Regions from separate parts of the Oryctolagus cuniculus genome. Here region 2 is linked to region 1. A link is a contact called in public Micro-C data. All regions are on one chromosome and are shown on one strand. Each heading gives the region's core, a stretch centred on a gene start, on an enhancer-like site or on the middle of the called end of the contact. The rest is flanking DNA. Distances are from core to core; before and after follow the strand shown. Region 1 holds the start of NCOA2 (nuclear receptor coactivator 2). Region 2 holds the start of LACTB2 (lactamase beta 2).

Region 1 (2,700 bases), core at 108-2,607:
AAGGCAGTAGGAAGCAGAGGTTGCAACTGAGTAGCAGCTGGACATGGAACTCCTCATGCTATGCTGTCAGCTTTTCTGTTTGCTATTTTGTAGAAACCGTCCTGTATCTTGAGCAAGTTGTAAGAAGTTTTATTGAGTGACATGGAAATGCAATGGGGAGTCATTTGTTTGCACAGACATCACGGTAGATTTTGGAAAGTGTGAAATCTCCTCTTGCAGAGGACTGATGGACTCTGGACTTCTGCCAAAAAAGGGAGGGCTCCACAGCAAGGAGGAACTTTATCACAACTCCTGATAACTCCCAGCTGGGGGTGAGGACAGGAAAGGAAAAAGCAGTCCAACAGTGCCACAGCCCCCAGGTGAGTACTGCTTTATTGTAGGAGCACTCTAGATTGGTATTAGTGGAAGAAGACGGCTATCATGAGAGCTAAACTTGAAAATCTTTTTTTTTTTTAAATGACTATGTTACCATACGGTAAATGCGCACATTTCAAACACTAGGTAAGTGTACAAAATAAAAAGTGGAAGCACTTCATTACACACACACTTCTTACTGTAAGTCCCAGTGCTAACATTAAAACCTTCCAAGCATTTTCTCTCCGAAGTCAAACCCACACACGCACTCCCCCATCCCCTTCTCCAAATGAAATTGGTGGTCTTCTCACAAATTTGAGGTTAAAGATGCGGTGAAAGGCGGGGGTGCTTGGAGCTCATCAGAACTGGGTGAAAATCCTGTCCAACTTCTGGCTGTGTGACCCTAGGCAAATTCTTTAAGCTTCAATTTGTGTGTGTGAATTATAAAAATAATTACTTTGTAAAGTTGAAGACTAAAACTTACAGTGTATATAAATCACTTACCACAGACACAAAGTATTCAATACACATTACTGTTCTCCAGGAAGGCAACCTTTCTTATTATGAGACTAAAAATAAGAAAACGTGTTCCTCTGATACTTTGGTAACTACTGTAACACAAACGTTGCTCATTTTTCCCCCCAACTACTCATATCCAAGAAGTTGGGAAAAAAAAAACCCACAAAACTTGCTTTTCCGAAGCATAAAACTGATCCGTCTAAGCAACACTCAAATGGGAATTTTCGCCTTTCCGGGGGTGTCGATTTCTTGGGTCTCTTCCCCTCCCTCCTCGCTCCCTCGCAACGCCTCACTGATGTCTACAGTCTTTTCGATAACTTTTGCGATTTCATGGCGTGCAGAGAAGGCCCAGCCAGCTTAGGTCCTCAAAACCCCGCGTGCAGCTTTTGCTTGATCACGCAACTGCGGGGTCGCACCCCTTTAAGCTCGCCTGGCGCAGCCGCGCCCCCACCCCTCCCTGAGACGCGCCCGCAGCCTATCCGCGACGGCAGCGAGCGGGACTGCGCGGAGCAGGGGAGCCCCCCGAGGGGTGCCGGCAGCCGCAGCGCGGGCGCGGGGCTCCTCTCTGCGGGAACCTGGAACCCTCAGCCGCCCTCGCCGTCTGCGGCCCCCCCAAGGTGCCACTCCATTCTGCGGTCCCGGCCTGTCCCACTAGCTTTCTTTTTTGGCACTGCCCTTTGCCCTCCCATGGAGTCCTCTGTTTGCTCTCCCTTCACTTCCAGTCACGCATAGGTCACCCTCCCTCCGCCAGTCACCCATTTTGTCCCCTGCCCCCTCACTCATCACCTCTCCCCCAGGCCGCCTTCTCGGAGGGGGGGGGGGGGCTCTGCCGACGGAGATGCTGCAGACTCCGCGGCCAGGGTCTGCACCCCGGAGAACCCTCTGTCCACCTCTGCCCCCTGCCCGGCGGCGCGGGAGGCAAGTTTCCGCCCCGTCCTCTCCCCAGTGACAGGAGTTGGCGGCGGCCACAGCCGGGGAGGCGGAGGGAGGGCCGGCCTGGCTCCCGAGCCCCCTCCCCTGCTCGCGAGCTCGCGCGGTCTGTGTCTCTCTCCGCAAGTGCAGAGACGCCGACGAGGAGGAGGAGGAGGAGGAGGAGGAGGAGGAGGAGGGTTTGGGGGAGGATCTCCATTGAAATAAACAACCAGGCAGCAGTTATTAACACGGGAACATGGCGGCCGCAGCCTCCGCTACGGCTTCGGCGGCGAAGGTCAGCGCCGACGGCAGCAGGCACCTGACGGCGTGACCGACCCGAGCCGGTAACCGCGCCTTCCCCGGGGGCCGCGAGGGCGGGCGGGAGGCGGGCGGCGGGCGGGGGGCGCCGCGTCCCCACCCCCGGCCGCGACTGCCCTTCCTGCGCCGAGCCCGGCGGAGCCGTGCGCCTCCGAGAGGGCTGTTTTTGTGTGCGGGCACCGCCGCCGGAGTGCGCGGAGCACGGGAGTTGCATCCCCGAGGCGCCGCGGAGCTGGGGAGTTGGGGCTTGGGGAGGGAGGGGGGTGGGGAGGGCGGGAAGCGGCGGGGAGACGCGGAGTCCCCGGGAGAGAAAGGAGGCGCTCCAGCGCCTTGCCAGAGCTCGGGAGACGAGTCCCGGAGCGCGAGGCGGGCGGAGACTGCAGCCCCGCGGCGCGGGCTGGAGGTGAGCGCCGAGGCGCGGCGGGGAGGCCGGGGGTGCGGGCGCGGCCCCCGCCCCGAGGAGCGAGCGGTCTGCCGCCCGGCCCGGCGCGGGGTCGCGGAGGATCGAGGCTCCAGCCCCCCCTCCTCGTCGGGCGGAGCGCGGCTGAGCCGGGAAGGTGAAATCGCGAAAGGTGCATTCTTTAATGGAAACGCGGA
Region 2 (2,700 bases), core at 96-2,595, 290 kb before region 1:
AAGGGGCAGGGGCCCCCCAAGCAACTTAACCACTGTGCCAAATACCCTTTCAGCAGAGTTCTTTTAAAAGAAAAAACACGGAGGATGGGGGTGGGCATCTGACCTAGCACTTAGGACTCCCACTGGCGGAACTCATTGGAGAGCCTGGTTTCGGGAGGTGGAGTTCTGGCTCTGCTCCCGACTCCAGCTTTCTGCTGATGCGCACCCTAGGAGGCAGCAATGATGACTCAAATAGTTGGGATCTCCACCATTCACACAGGAGATCTGGATCAAGTTCAAGGCTCCTGGTGTGACCCCTAACCCAGGGCCCATTGCAGGCATTTGAAGAGTGAACCAGTGGATGGGAACATGTGCACAAATAACTAAACAATTAAAAAAAAAAAAAAAAGAGTGGGTTATCGCTTTTGGCTAAGATCAAGTGTAAAAAAGAATGGGTTGGGATAGTGGATAAATTACACACCTCTTTTGGGATAGTTTTTGAGGTATTATAATTATAATATTTAAATATATATAAATAATAAATATTTAAATATAAATATTATATTTATGACATATAATTGTCAGAAATAGAAGGGCTTGATCACAGGATCTTTGTGTTTCCTTTCAGGTAACTTATAACTTAACTTTGTAAAGGGGAAGCAATAGTCAATACTGGGTTAGTTAATATTTTGCCCATTAGAAAAAAAGTCTCAACACAGACAAGTCCATCTTGGTCATAAAACTCCACAAAACCAGCCCGTTTCTCTGGGCAGCTGGGCACATGGGAAGGGAGAGGCAAGCGCCCTGATCTCCCCACGCAGAGGCCAGAGCTGATGCAAGGCAGACAGACACAAGACACCGTCACCTGGGCAAGTCTCCCAGTCTCCATTTTCCATTTATAAAATGGACACGAAAATAGTGCCTACCTCATCGTGTGTGTGAAAGGCACTTAGCACGCCACTCCGTGCTTGGTAAATATCAGTTAGTCCTGGTTACTATAAAAAAAACCAACCAGGCTACTCCTCACACGTAAACGCCCGGTGCCACCTGAAAACCTGACAGGAAAGCTTTTCTGGGACTTAGTACTCACATTAAGTAACTACCACACCTGCCTGCCCCGTGCGCCACCACGGGACTTCCCAGGTTGAAAAACGTCTCTCATCCACCCGGATGCACTCGCCTGCCTTGGCACGAACTCCTGGCAAGGAGCTCCTGGCGAGGTACCAGGATCTTTGACACCCCCAGACCCCTGCCTAGCCCCCCGCCGCCTCAGGCCACGCGCTAGCGAACGCCCTCCCGCCGCCGCCGCCGTCGGCGCAAGCGCGCGGCCCGAATCCCCGCCTCCGACTTGCGCGACGTCACGTGACGCTTGGCCCCGCCCACTGCTGAGCTGCCCATCTGTGCCTTCTCGGCTTCCTCAGCGTAGCGTGAACGCTGCCCCGGCCGGCCCGTCCGCCCGCCAGGCCTGTTCGGCGCTCGGGTTGCCGAGTAGGCGACGTGCCGGTGGGCTTGGTGTGGCGGAGATGTCTGCCACTCTGCAGCGCATTGAGCGGCTGTCCAGCCGGGTGGTACGCGTGTTGGGCTGTAACCCGGGTCCCATGACCCTGCAAGGCACTAACACCTACCTGGTGGGGACCGGCTCCAGGTAAACGTCTCCCCTCTTCCCCCAACACACACACCCGCTCGCAGCACCTGCGAGAACCGCAGCTGCCACTGCGGCGTGCGCCCGGCGTCCTGGCGCCAGCCCGGCAAACCAACCACTGGATGCCCAGGCCCAGTTCCCGGGACGCCGCCGCCAAGTAACTGCCACCGGGATGGCAACTTAGAAATCACTAAAAAGAAGGAAAATTTCACTTCCTGCTTTTGAAACCCGGTTTTCTTTGCTTGATGTCTGGTGCTGGAGTAACCATGTTTAAACTGTTGAGAATTTAAGATCCCCTGGACTTAAGCATTCCAGAAAGCGTTAACAATGTCTTGCTTAACTGGCTTCTTGGTGTTTTGCCTGGAGTGTAACTTCCCTTCCCAGCCTCCGTTCAAGGTGCTGAGGGCATTTCCTTAACTAAGCAGCAGAGGGCAGGTTTTTCTTGCTTTCAGATTGCTTGAGGCCCTGAAACCAGAGGCTCTGACGGTAGTCAACAAATTTTTTGCTGATTTGTTTCAATTGTATGTGACCTTGTTTGGGTTGTTTTGAAGAGGGGAGACATCTCTGTTTCTAAGGAGATATTTTTCTTTTATTCAGTTGCATTGTTAATGAAATTATGCAGACGTGGGGAGGTATGTTTCACTGCAGAGTAGTAGGGTACCTCAAAAAGTTTGCAGATAGGACTGGTGTTGTGGCCTAGAGAATTAAGCTGGGCTTATAATGCTGGCATCCCATATGGGCACCAATTGGAGTCCTGGCAGCTCCACTTTGGTTCCAGCTCACTGCGACTGGCCTGGGAAACAGTGGAAGATGGCCAAAGTACTTGGGCCCCAGGTGGGGGCTGGTTCGAGTCCAGACTGTTCCACTTCCAATCCAGTTTCCTGCTAATGGCCAGGGAAAGCAGTGGAAGATGGCCCAAGTGCTTGGGCCCCTGCACTCATTGGGAGACCTGAAAGAAGTTTCTGGCTCCTGGGGCCAACTGGGGAGTGAGCCAGATCTGTGTATGTGTGTGTGTGTCTGTGTGTGTACACGCATGTGTCTCCCTCTCTGAACCTTTCAAATAAACACATTTTGGAAAA

The links. A called contact is a pair of places that touch in the nucleus more often than the background predicts.
Region 2: a Micro-C map of ear pinna shows a contact between it and region 1, with 6 times the contacts expected there. The contact joins the promoter of LACTB2 here to the promoter of NCOA2 in region 1. A contact is called at or near these places in 2 of 6 Hi-C or Micro-C datasets (ear pinna and an unstated tissue).

Annotation. Positions count from the first base shown.
Region 1 is chr6:96,093,053-96,095,752 of mOryCun1.1, reverse strand. NCOA2 (nuclear receptor coactivator 2) reads left to right here and starts at 1,357. Exons shown (of 24, transcript XM_070075149.1): 1 at 1,357-1,490.
Region 2 is chr6:96,386,218-96,388,917 of mOryCun1.1, reverse strand. LACTB2 (lactamase beta 2) reads left to right here and starts at 1,345. Exons shown (of 7, transcript XM_002710464.5): 1 at 1,345-1,624. The coding sequence starts at 1,503. XKR9 (XK related 9) reads right to left here and starts at 1,318. Exons shown (of 5, transcript XM_002710465.5): 1 at 1,070-1,318.